Linked DNA regions of Gossypium hirsutum: region 1 is linked to region 2. A link is a contact called in public Hi-C data. All regions are on one chromosome and are shown on one strand. Each heading gives the region's core, a stretch centred on a gene start, on an enhancer-like site or on the middle of the called end of the contact. The rest is flanking DNA. Distances are from core to core; before and after follow the strand shown. Region 1 overlaps LOC121224229 (a long non-coding RNA gene). Region 2 has its middle 11 kb from the start of LOC107946529.

Evidence for each region. A called contact is a pair of places that touch in the nucleus more often than the background predicts.
Region 1: a Hi-C map of leaf shows a contact between it and region 2, with 4 times the contacts expected there. The contact joins two enhancer-like sites. A contact is called at or near these places in 5 of 34 Hi-C or Micro-C datasets (cotyledon, hypocotyl, leaf and 1 more).

What each region holds. Positions count from the first base shown.
Region 1 is chrD12:53,046,003-53,051,718 of Gossypium_hirsutum_v2.1, reverse strand. It overlaps LOC121224229 (a long non-coding RNA gene), which reads left to right. Exons shown (of 5, transcript XR_005921830.1): 5 at 8-216. Among protein-coding and RNA genes, the nearest start is that of LOC121224229, 7.8 kb to the left of the region's middle. Within about 2 kb of position 3,663, at least 2 of the 9 cell types and tissues checked have an H3K27ac peak or open chromatin away from gene starts, as enhancers often do. A contact at or near this core is called in leaf, where this site is marked.
Region 2 is chrD12:52,986,324-52,992,093 of Gossypium_hirsutum_v2.1, reverse strand. No RefSeq gene overlaps it. Among protein-coding and RNA genes, the nearest start is that of LOC107946529, 11 kb to the left of the region's middle. Within about 2 kb of position 2,528, at least 3 of the 9 cell types and tissues checked have an H3K27ac peak or open chromatin away from gene starts, as enhancers often do. A contact at or near this core is called in leaf, where this site is marked.

The DNA of each region.
Region 1 (5,716 bases), core at 2,414-4,913, 58 kb before region 2:
ATGTTAGAAATTGGTTGCAAAAAGGACGATGACGACGATGAGGACGATGAGGATGATGTTTCTTCAGTTGCTTTTTAAGATACTTTCTTTCTAAATGTTTAAAATTTAATTTAGCTTACAATTTATATTTTGTTATAAAATTAAATATGTTGATGGATTAATGTATGAATATTATGGTTTGTTGTTTATTGCTATAAAATTAAGTATGTTTAAATATTTTGTTATAAAATTTAGGTGACAGGATAGAATTGGAAGTGATAAAATTGGACTTATAGCAATGAACTACCTATGGGGGATTTGAGAGTATTGTTACTGATATTACAAAGGTTTGTTCAAGAGTCTTGAATACAATTTGCAAAGAACAAAATGTTACCTTAATACAATTAATAAAATGTTTATCTCAGGTAAACTTGATATAAGTGATATAATTTGATAATTTTACTAACAATTAATACAATTAACAATTAATAATTTTACTAACAAAATATTAGTAACAATTAATAATTAATAATTTGATATAATCTGATAATTTTAGTAATAATTAATACAATTAACAATTAATAATTTTACTAACAAAATGTTAGATTTTACAAAATGTTGACTGGTACAAAAAAAATATAATTTGATACAATTTTAATAACAATTAATTTTGATAACAATTAATTTTAATAACAATTAGTTTTAATTTTAATAAAAATATAATTTTAATTTTAATTAAAACCGGGCCGGGTCGGGCCGAGCTCGGGTTCTATATTTTTCCCCGGGCCGGGCCTAAACAAAATCTCAGGCCCATATTTCGGGCCAGGCCGAGCCCGGGCCTAGGAAGCGAGCTGAAAATTTTTTTGGGCCCGGCCCGGCCCATGGACACCTCTAGTTCTGCCTAATTTTTTTTTAAATCAGACTGGTGGTCGAATATGTCAAGTCATTGATTCATCGATCTAATCAGTCTAACTAGTTTGATTTAAAAATTATTAAAAATTAAAAAAATCTTATTCAATCGATTCGTATCGGTTCTTGGTTAAATCAATTCAAAGCCACTCTCCAGACTAATAACTTGGTTGGTTCCCGGTCCAATCAGCCGATCTAGTCTAGTTCAAACAACACTAATTCTACCCCATTACTCTAATAAGTGTTCGTAGTTTAGCATTATTTTTTAATATTTTTTTAAAGTTTGATTTAAAATTTAGTTGATTAGTATTGAGTTCAAAAAAATGATTTTGAGAAGATAAAATTTTCATTTTATACATAATATTGTAAAGTAAAAAAAGACCAAATTTTATTACTAGTTCATGTACTATATGTAAGTTACGGGCTTAATTCTTATGTTCTAATTTAATTAGTTTTAGTATTTTTATACTTTTCAAATTTTAAAATTTTTGATTTGACCTAAACACGAGCAATTAAACCCATTAGGTCAAATATGTCATTAAACATGTGGTATTATGTGTGCTACATAAAATTTTGAAAATAACACGATTTAATTTATTGGATTTAACATCTATCATTTGTGTTAGAACTAAAATTTTAAAACTTGAAAAGTACATAATCTAAAAATGACCAAAACTTAGAGTACAAAGATTAATAGCAAATTTTCGTCAAGTAAAAAATATACATTTACTAGTTTGTATACCGATGCTATGCAGGGATTAATTGTATTTATAAATTAAAATATATTAGATAAATAGCTATGTCTATTTTAAATTATAATAAATAAATTAAAATATATTAAAAAATTGTATACAGATTATTACAGAAAGTTAGTTTTATAAAATTGTTTGTGTAAAAATAAAATTAGAAATATTTTAAATAAAGTTGACAATAATTAATAAATAGTACTAATTAAAAATAAATACTAAAAAAATCATGAACTTATGAATTACTTTTAGTATTAATGGACTGAATATGTAATTTTATAAAAAAACATTATTTTTACATGAATTTAATTAAAAGCGATGAATAGGGATGCATTTGTAAAACAAACCAAAATTTGTCTATACTATATATATAACCATAATTTTTTGGCATATTTTTAAATAATACTAAAACACTTGTCTAAAAAATATTTCTTTTTCAAGTAAAAAATTAAAGGGTAAACTACACCCATGGTCACTTTTGTTTACCTTAGGTTACGTTTTAGTCATTTACGTTATCATGTTGTAACATTTTAGTCACTGAGCCATTAATCGTTGTTAATGGTGTAACGGTAAGCTGACGTGGCACGTTAAATCATCATTTCAAACAAAATTTTAGGTTAAATTATACAATTGATCCCCATATTTTTTCGTTTTAAGTAATTTAATTTTTTTTCTTTTATGTTCTTTAAACTTTCCTCTTTTTTTCCATTCTCTTTTGTTTCTCCCTCTGTTTTCTTACCTTTTCCATTTCTTTTAACATATTAGGAAGTCGAATTGGCAATGAAAAAAGTAGGAAGTCGACTGTCATCATTTGCCTATAACCAAAACCCATAAACCCATACCATGCTTCTTTTTTCACTACCAATTCGACTTCCTGGTATGTTAAAAGAAATAAAGAAGGTAGAAAAACAGAGGGAGAAGTAGAAGAGAATGAAAAAAAAAGAGAAAGAAAGTTAAAAGAACATAAAAGAATTAAATTGCTCAAAACGAAAAATTATGGGGACCAATGTATAATTTAACCTAAAGTTTTTGTTTGAAATGATGATTTAACGTGCCACGTCAGCTTACCATTACACCATTAACGACAATTAACGGCTTAGTGACTAAAATGTTACAACACGATAACATAAGTACTAAAATGTAACATTTCAAACATAAGTGTCTGAAATGTAACCTAAGGTAAACAAAAGTGATCATGGGTGTAATTTACCCAAAATTAAAATATCCTCAAATAACATAACTTGTTTTAAATATGGAGGGTCATTTTTTGTAATTTCCTAATTAAGTTGGACTTGTGACGACATCAACTCAATTAGGGATTTCATTAATAGTACAGATTATTAAACAACAAATCGGTTGAATTGGTAATCGGATCAATTGGACTGGTCAAACCGAGAACTGATGATATGATCGGTTGGACCATCGATCCGATTTTGAAAATATTGTTTTAAGGGTAACACTGCCGTCAACTGCTTTCTTGTTGCTACTGGTCAGCCACCATTTCAATCCGTAACAACCTTCCTCCGCCTTCAAGAGCCAATCAAGAGTACCCAAGATAAAAGTTAGAGATGAAAAGACGAAACCAAAAAATAAAATCTGAAGAAAAATGAGAGATGAAAAGTTTAGGCGGCAAGGAAATTAGGGAAAATAAAAAAAGAGAACAAGTGGAAGGAAGTAGGCTTTGTTTTCGGCCATGGGCCTAACCATATTGGTCCTTAACAGTAATTTATAAATTAAAAGATTGGTCCAAGTTATATTTTAAGTTAGTGTTTTTTTACTAAAGTGCTTTTTTTTAAATAATTTATTATTTTATATTATTAAACAGTAAATTGATTAAACTGATTGAATCGGTCAAATAAAAAATTGATGATCTAAATGGTTCGACCACTAATCCGGTTCTAAAAACATTGTATATGAAAAGAAGTGAGGAAAAAGTAGGGAAAAATGGTTGGCCAGCGTTGATCAGAAGCAGATTCGGGCCACCATTAGTAGTCCTAAGTTCAGTCCACAATTGCACGGGGCCATTTTTGTTTCTTCTATTTTGGATCTTTTAGCCCAAAATTCCATTGGGTAACGTTGCTATTCATTTAAGTATATTGTAAGTAATTGCTTTCAAAAAAGGGTATATTGTAAGTACACCCTTAAAAAAAGTATACAGGGTATACGAATTCTTCTAATTCCAAGAGTTTAGGACCAACCATTTTTTTTCGATTTTTGAATAAAAACCAATTTTAAAGGAGATCAAAATAGCTCTTAAACAGTGAAAAAATGGAACCATTGAAGCATTTAATGGGATATGTTAAAACCTTTTTTTGGGGGGGGGGGATTAAATTCTAAGAGAGAAAGAGGATTGATTTTTGGGACAGTAAAATGAAAAAGAAAAATTAGCTCTTGGAAAGAGGATTAATTCTCTACTATACAAATGGTTATAATTTTAGGTTGAAGGGTTTGACCGCGCAAAATTTTTTTTTTTTGTAAAATAAAGAAGATGAATACAATTAGTTGTAATAAAATGATAGGCCTCAGGCTTCATGGTTAAGTAGCTTAAATATTCAGCAACTTAAGATGAAAATCACATTAGAATATATATTAAATAGAGTAAAAGTTCAACAATAATGGTAGTAGCCCAATTGGTTCCCAATTGACCTAGGTTTGAATCTTTTTTTTTTTTTTTAATTTCATAATTTTGCCAAAGACACTCCAAAATATATCTATATAATTAAGTGTCAAAATTTAATAAGAAATGGGAAATACCCTAATGGTTAAGGCCCCCCTTAAATGACCAAGGTTTGAGCCGCTTCCTCCTCCCTTTTAATTTTAATTTCAAATTTCGGCAAAAACTTAGGAAAATTGTAGGTGAAGCCCCTAGGAATTGGCCCAATTCTTTCCTAATTAGGATTCATAACTTACCCTTCCTCAAAATCCCAATAGAATTAGAATTCTACCATCTTTTTATCTTCTTTTCCTAATTAGAATTTCAATTTGCCCCTTTAGAAATCTTGATAGAATTTGCCTTCCATTTTTCTATTTATTCTCTATTTGTTTTCTTTCCATTTTATTTACACCATTTTTTATCCTAATTGTTAATAATTATTTTTGCTTTCGATATCAAATCAATCCCTAATAAATTGATTCTCTATAGATTGTTGAATTTATCGTTAATAGCCTATGTAATTCCATCAAGTTCGTTAAATGCATCTCGATCTTAAGTGTAGGACCCAAATTTCATAGCATTTCTATCCGATATTGATCTTTCAAATCAATTAGTCGATCTTTCGCAATTCTTGACGAATCTTTCATTAATATCGTTGAATCTTGATAAATCTTAAAAAACAAACCCTAACCCGTGTACAAATATCGTTTGAAGGACCCGTTACAAATGCATCGGACCAGATTTGAACGTGAGGGACATCGCTCGGAATCTCGGTGACAGATGTTGATACATGCACAAATGGGGTGAAATTTATTAGATTCCAACCATCAAAACTGCCAATATTCAGGCTTGGGAAATCAGTAGACTTGTGACGACTTTTTGGAAGGATTCTGGCATATTTGGGTTGATATGTCTCATGTCATTTGAAGATCTATCTCTTAGCTTTGAAACGCATTTTGAATCACTCGATTTTGAGTTCGGGAGCTCAAGTTATGACCGTTTTAATGAAGACTGCGCAAGCAGAATTTCTGAATGGGATTATTACGGGAATTACGAATTTTGGGCTTTTAATTCGAGTTTAAATCATATTGGGTTCGGGTTTTAGACTTAATTTTTATTATATATGAGCCCAATATTATATTTGTCAGATCTTATTATTTTATTCTGAATTTTTGATAATTATTAAGTATTTTAAGTTATTTAGGAGTTTTATGTTAACAAGAAAATTTAGTTTAAAATTACTTCTTGTTTAGGTTAAATTAGAGTTCTAGTATACTTAAGAGTTTTATTTAGATTTATTTAGCTAGCCTATATATAGGCCTTTGCATTGTACACAATTCATTCAATTCATTATTATTCTATTTGTAACACCCCTTACCCGTATTCGACACCGAAATAGGGGACGAGGCATTACCGGAGTTTGCTAATT
Region 2 (5,770 bases), core at 1,279-3,778:
ATTACAAATAAAATATGATCGATCATAAAATAGAATTAAACTAAAACAAAGCATGGTGGATAAAAAATTAGAAAGAATCGAACAAAATTCATCGATGAAAAACATATATATTGGATTTGGAGATCCACACATCGAAAACGCACATAATAAAACTTAAACTTTGATACTAACCAACAATGTAAATTCTTCATTTAACATCTATGTACATAGTTAATGTTATATTCAGCTTTATTTATTTGTTATTTAAAATTAATATAAAGATTACAATTACTCTTATTTACTTTCGAATAATACATGTTTATTTTGAAATAAATGAAATTGCCCTTCACTATAATCATCTCCTAAATATTTATTTCCATTCAAAGTTATTAAATCTAACCACACCTATCGGAAAAGTAAGGTTCATGAAGAAAATGAGGGAAAAAATAATGAAGTTACAAGGGACGTGTCTTTGAATGCTTGCAGAAATGAAACAAATACAACGTCATTCTCTTCCTTCCCAACGCTTCTCATTTTATTTTCTATAAACTATACCATTAGTCACTAAATTATATGAAAGCTTTTGTTTTGGTTACTTAACTAAAATAATTAAATTTAATCATTAAATTATTCAAAAGTTTGAGCTGTTACAATCGATACTGTATGATTTTCTGTTCCCCCTTCTCTTCTATAGTACAATTTCTTTCACAAAATAACTTTGGATGTCTTGGATGTACGAATTAAAATTCAAAAAACTTTTTTCTTTGGTCTCCAGCATTGACCATTAGATCCATCATACCAATCGCTAAACAGTCGCTTGGAGTTCAAGATCAATGGTGGGACGTTTAAAAAAAAACCCAATGATTTAAATACAAACTTTTGAATAGTTCAGTAACTTAAATGAAAACTTTTGAATAATTCAATGACCAAATTGTAATTTTTTTAATTAAGTGACCAAAACAAAAATTTACTCATAGTTTAGTGATTAATGGCGTAATTTACCCTTTTGAATATTATACGTTGAAATAAATTAAAGAGTATTATTTTATCTACATAGCTAAAATTATCCTGGGTACATTTTTAATTCTCCAATACTTAGAATTAATTTGACTCCATATATAATGATATAGACAAAAATCAATCTAATATAAATCCTCATTTACCCATTATAGCTAGAATCATGGGTCAGATTTTGAATCCAAAATCGATTTGTTTATTTACTGTTGATACTTATTTTATTATAACTTTATAAGTATAAAATAAATTTGTGATGCTCTAAAAAAATTATTAAATTAATGAAACATAAATTGGAGAAATCTAATATAAAATTGAAGCAAACCTACCTATAATAAAACATGAACATGAGATTCTCTTCTACATACATCTACACTTTTTCTTAAATTAAAATTAAATAAAGGTATTTATTAATATAAATCATATTTTCTAACACACCTATCATATAGTGAAGTGGATAAATTGTTAAGGTAAAAACAGGAAAGAGATGGTTGCTTAATTTTCCATGAAACTTGACATGTGTTGAGTAAAATTTCCCTTTTTAAGTAATGTGAAATTTTAAGTTTTTACTTCATGGATTACAAGCAATAAATTGGATTGGAAATTGCAGTCCTTTTTCAGTTTTGGGTTTGACTTTTCCACGAGTGGTAGAGAAGGTTAACATTTTTACTCGAGAAAATATTTGATATTAAAGTTGAAAAGTGAATGTAAGGTTTAAATACATAAAAGAAATGAGATAAATGACAATATTTTAAGTTGATTTGTGAAATTAGAAAAATATTAACATTCTAACATATAATTATTCTATACACATCAAAAACTCAAATATATATATATTTTTACTCTTTACCAACGATTTAATAATTATTCTATAACTATTTAAAGAGTAAAAATATATAAAGTTGTTGAGTTTTTATTTGTGTGCGAGGATCTCGTCAAGTTAAATATTGTGAATGGTAAAATTTGTCCACTGAAAACCAATATCTGGCCTTCTATAAATAACAATATTTGTCTCTCAAATATTCTACACAAGATGTTCTAAAACCCTCAACCACAGGTGTATGAGATCCCCACTCCTCGAGGATCACAGGCAAAACCCTATTACATCATAGTCAAGTCATTGAGTTTACTATGACAAAATGCTCGAATCAAGATTTGAATCACACAAAAATTCTCAGATTCTAAAGTAAGTAAAGCTGGTGGTTTAGATGCGTAGATTGGAAAAGGACCTGGTAACCCTACTCACCAATGAACTTTGAATCTCAAATACCTAACCATGATGCCACTCTATTTATTTAATCCAATCTAATTTCGATTTGTCAGCTTTAGCAGCCATTTGCCCTTTCTTGGTGACCTTCCATTCCATTAGTTAGAGGCTGAATAATTTGTATAGATTTGGGATGAATATTTTGATGGCATTGGTGGCTTTAATGGCAGTATCGTATGTTTTGTTGATCAGCTGGCTTAATTGTGTTGCTATGCCCACTAAAGTCACTTTTAATATCTGAGAATGTGGAGGAAAGGTGATGAGGCGACATGGATGACTTTGGGCTTTGTTAAGCAGGCCGGTCTGTTTTCTTGGAAAACCACATGCAATAGATTTCTTAGGAGTAGGATTTGAAGGATTTTATTGACTTGGAAAATTTATCAAATAATATTTAAAAACCATAAAATAAGACTGGAAGGGCGTGTGAAGCAAAGCATGCCATCTCATTTGGTCCAAACCCAAAGCCTCGTTAAAATGAGAAACCCCATCCATTTATTTAACATGAGGTTGGTAATATAAATCAACTTTATCCTTAGTTTTACAAGTTTAACTAACTACAATTTTAGAACTTCATATATAAATTATCCAAACTGTTTTAGTATCATTTTTAACAATGAGATCTTTTTTTAGATAAATTTCATAATTGGTATATGTACATAAATATAATAAAAAATAACAGATATAAAAGGTATTCATCTTTTCATACCTTATTTCAATTTTATATATTTTTAATAAAATAATGTACATGAATTTTTATTTAGAACCATAAATTTTATATTCTTTGAGACGGAGGTGTTTAGCTTCATTTATGATTTTTATTATTCAAAGGAGTTTTATATTTATTTATTAGATATATATTGTAAAGGAGTTTAATACACTTTGGACGTGGGCTTTTCTTTCCAAAGTTGAATCATTCAACTTTTTTATTTCTTTATTATTCCTATTACTAGGTACCACATATTCACAAGTGTGATAGAAAATTGTTTAGTTACTGTTGTTGCTAGTCATAAATTGATTAAATACGACTTAAAATAATTTACCAAAAATATATTATGCCATCTTTAATTGGGTCATCAACTCATTAATGAAATTGAAGAAATATAACATAAGCACTTTACTAAGCCAACTCATTCATGAAATTAAAGAAATACCTATTCTTTTAAATTATAATTAATATTATTATGATGACACATTTGTCTTTCCATACTTTTATATCATTTTTAAACAAAAGATTTACAAATTACAAATTCAAGAATCGAACATGTGTTTAATAGTATTATAATAAAAGTTTATTACCACTTCACCTATATTCATTATTAAATAAATTCAAAAGAAATATTTTTTGTATGGAAAACATTCTGACTGTATTAAACAAACATGATCGAAAATTGACAATTCTATCAATTTCAAGAACAAGTGGTAGATCTTCAAGAATGTCTTCAAACACTTGCATATTTGTACTTCTTGTCGTGGCCATCTTTGCCATACAATCTGCGACTTAGTTCCTCTCCCTGGGAATGTGCCTTATCTCTAATGTTGTATATCTTGTAATCTTATATGTATCCTTCGTAACAAAGCTCAAGAAGAAACTGCCAAATGAATATCTTGAATGACTTTGACTACTTCTAGATTGTCTGTGTGGATCACAACCTTGTGATATTCCTTCCCTTAGGTGAGGGCCAAACTATCTAGAATGTCCTATAGTTCAGCATAAAAAGCGGAACAAACCCCCAAATATCAATTAAATCCAAGAATCGACCCCCACACTCATCTTAACAATTTCATCAATGTATAGTTGAATCCAGTTACTTATCATGGAAAAATCATAAGCAATTTCAATATGTTCTGTCGAATTACCTGTGTGAGCTAAGAAATATTGTTTTCCCCGACTCACAGAAGACTTAATAGTTTCAATGGAGTTCTAAGTTTTTCCTTGCAAGATAAAAAGGTTTTTATTCTTCCATATGCACTAAGCGATTATACCAAAAAGACTTGCCCAAAAACTACACACATCTGGTAACTAGATCAAGCAAAATAAATTCATCTCCATCCACTCCATTAGATCCCCTGCAAAAAGAAATGCTTCGTAGTTCCACTGGTACGAGATGACACCACACTTCGCTAGTTGCCGGACAATCCTTAAGGACATGAATTCAGTCTTCATCGCCATGCCAACACAACAAACACGAGCCATGTTGAACGATACCCCTCCTTAATCGTTCCATATTTGTTAGAAGGTGTTGTTTGGAGAGTAACAATAAAAATAGTTAAATACATTGAGGTCCTGAAAACTTCCAAATAACCTTCCACCATCTATTTTTAGTATGCCAAGAACTCTCTCGAAGTGATCTATACACGTTTTTCACTTAAAAAGCCCCAATGGAAGTGCCAATCCAATTATTCTATATTCCCCTACAAAGGACTACGGAGGGGGGAATACCAACAATTCTTGTAATAATATCCTCTGACAACCATATTCTAAACAAGTCCAGATTCCAAGCCATATCTCTAGTTACCATGTCATGCAACAAATTATCCAATATGAGGTTATTATGAGTAGGTACATAGTTAATCAAAAGACCTAAATTAGGTATCCAAGGGTCCTTCCAACAATGTATAGAGTTCCCAGTTCTCACTAACCAAACCAAGTTTTCGTGCAATAAAGGCCATACCTTAACAATGGCTCTCCAGACAGCTAAACAGTTTCCTTACGCTATCTTTTTGGGTACCTTCTTCATCATCCTGTATTTTTCTCGGAGAACCCGAACCCATAGTGTCGAAACCATTTTTTGAAAGCAAAAATTTAGTTGTCGACCAAAAAAATGAAAATTTGAGTCGCCACCAATCCTTTATCGAGGTGTGACTGGTTCACCAAAAAAATGATTTTAGGTCTGTGAATTTTGAGAAAACAGGTTCGGGAGTCGGTTACGCACGAGGAAGGGTTAGCACCCTCGTGACGCCCAAAATTGGTACCGAATTGATTGTTTAATGTCTTAGAGTGGAAATTTTGAAAAGATTTTAAAAATACAATCCTTTTAAATAAAAAATTTGAATGAAACGAATCGGAGGATGAAACTCATTTATTTCAAGGAAATAGATTGTCACACTTCAATAAGTTAGAGCGCAATATTTCAAATCCTCAAAATTAAGTTCATCTTTCGACCTTTAAAACCTATGCATTTTGAGAAGGATATCTGATTATTTGGGTCAAATGAAAAATCAAAACCCAGTAAGTTAGGGTTCAATTTCACAAAATTCCTAAATATCGAATATTGCCTTTTTTATTTAGAAGAATTCTCGTCTCGAGAAAATAACATGTCATATCCAATACGTTAGGACACACAACATATTGAATTCTCGAGAATGAGCTTTTTATTTGTGTTTTAATAAAAGAAACACATGGCTATCTAATTCATCGAGACAAATTGGAACCCAGTAAGTTAGGGCACAATTCTCTCGAGAATTATAAACGCTATGCCCTTTTTTTAAAATTATGAAATAAAAATGATT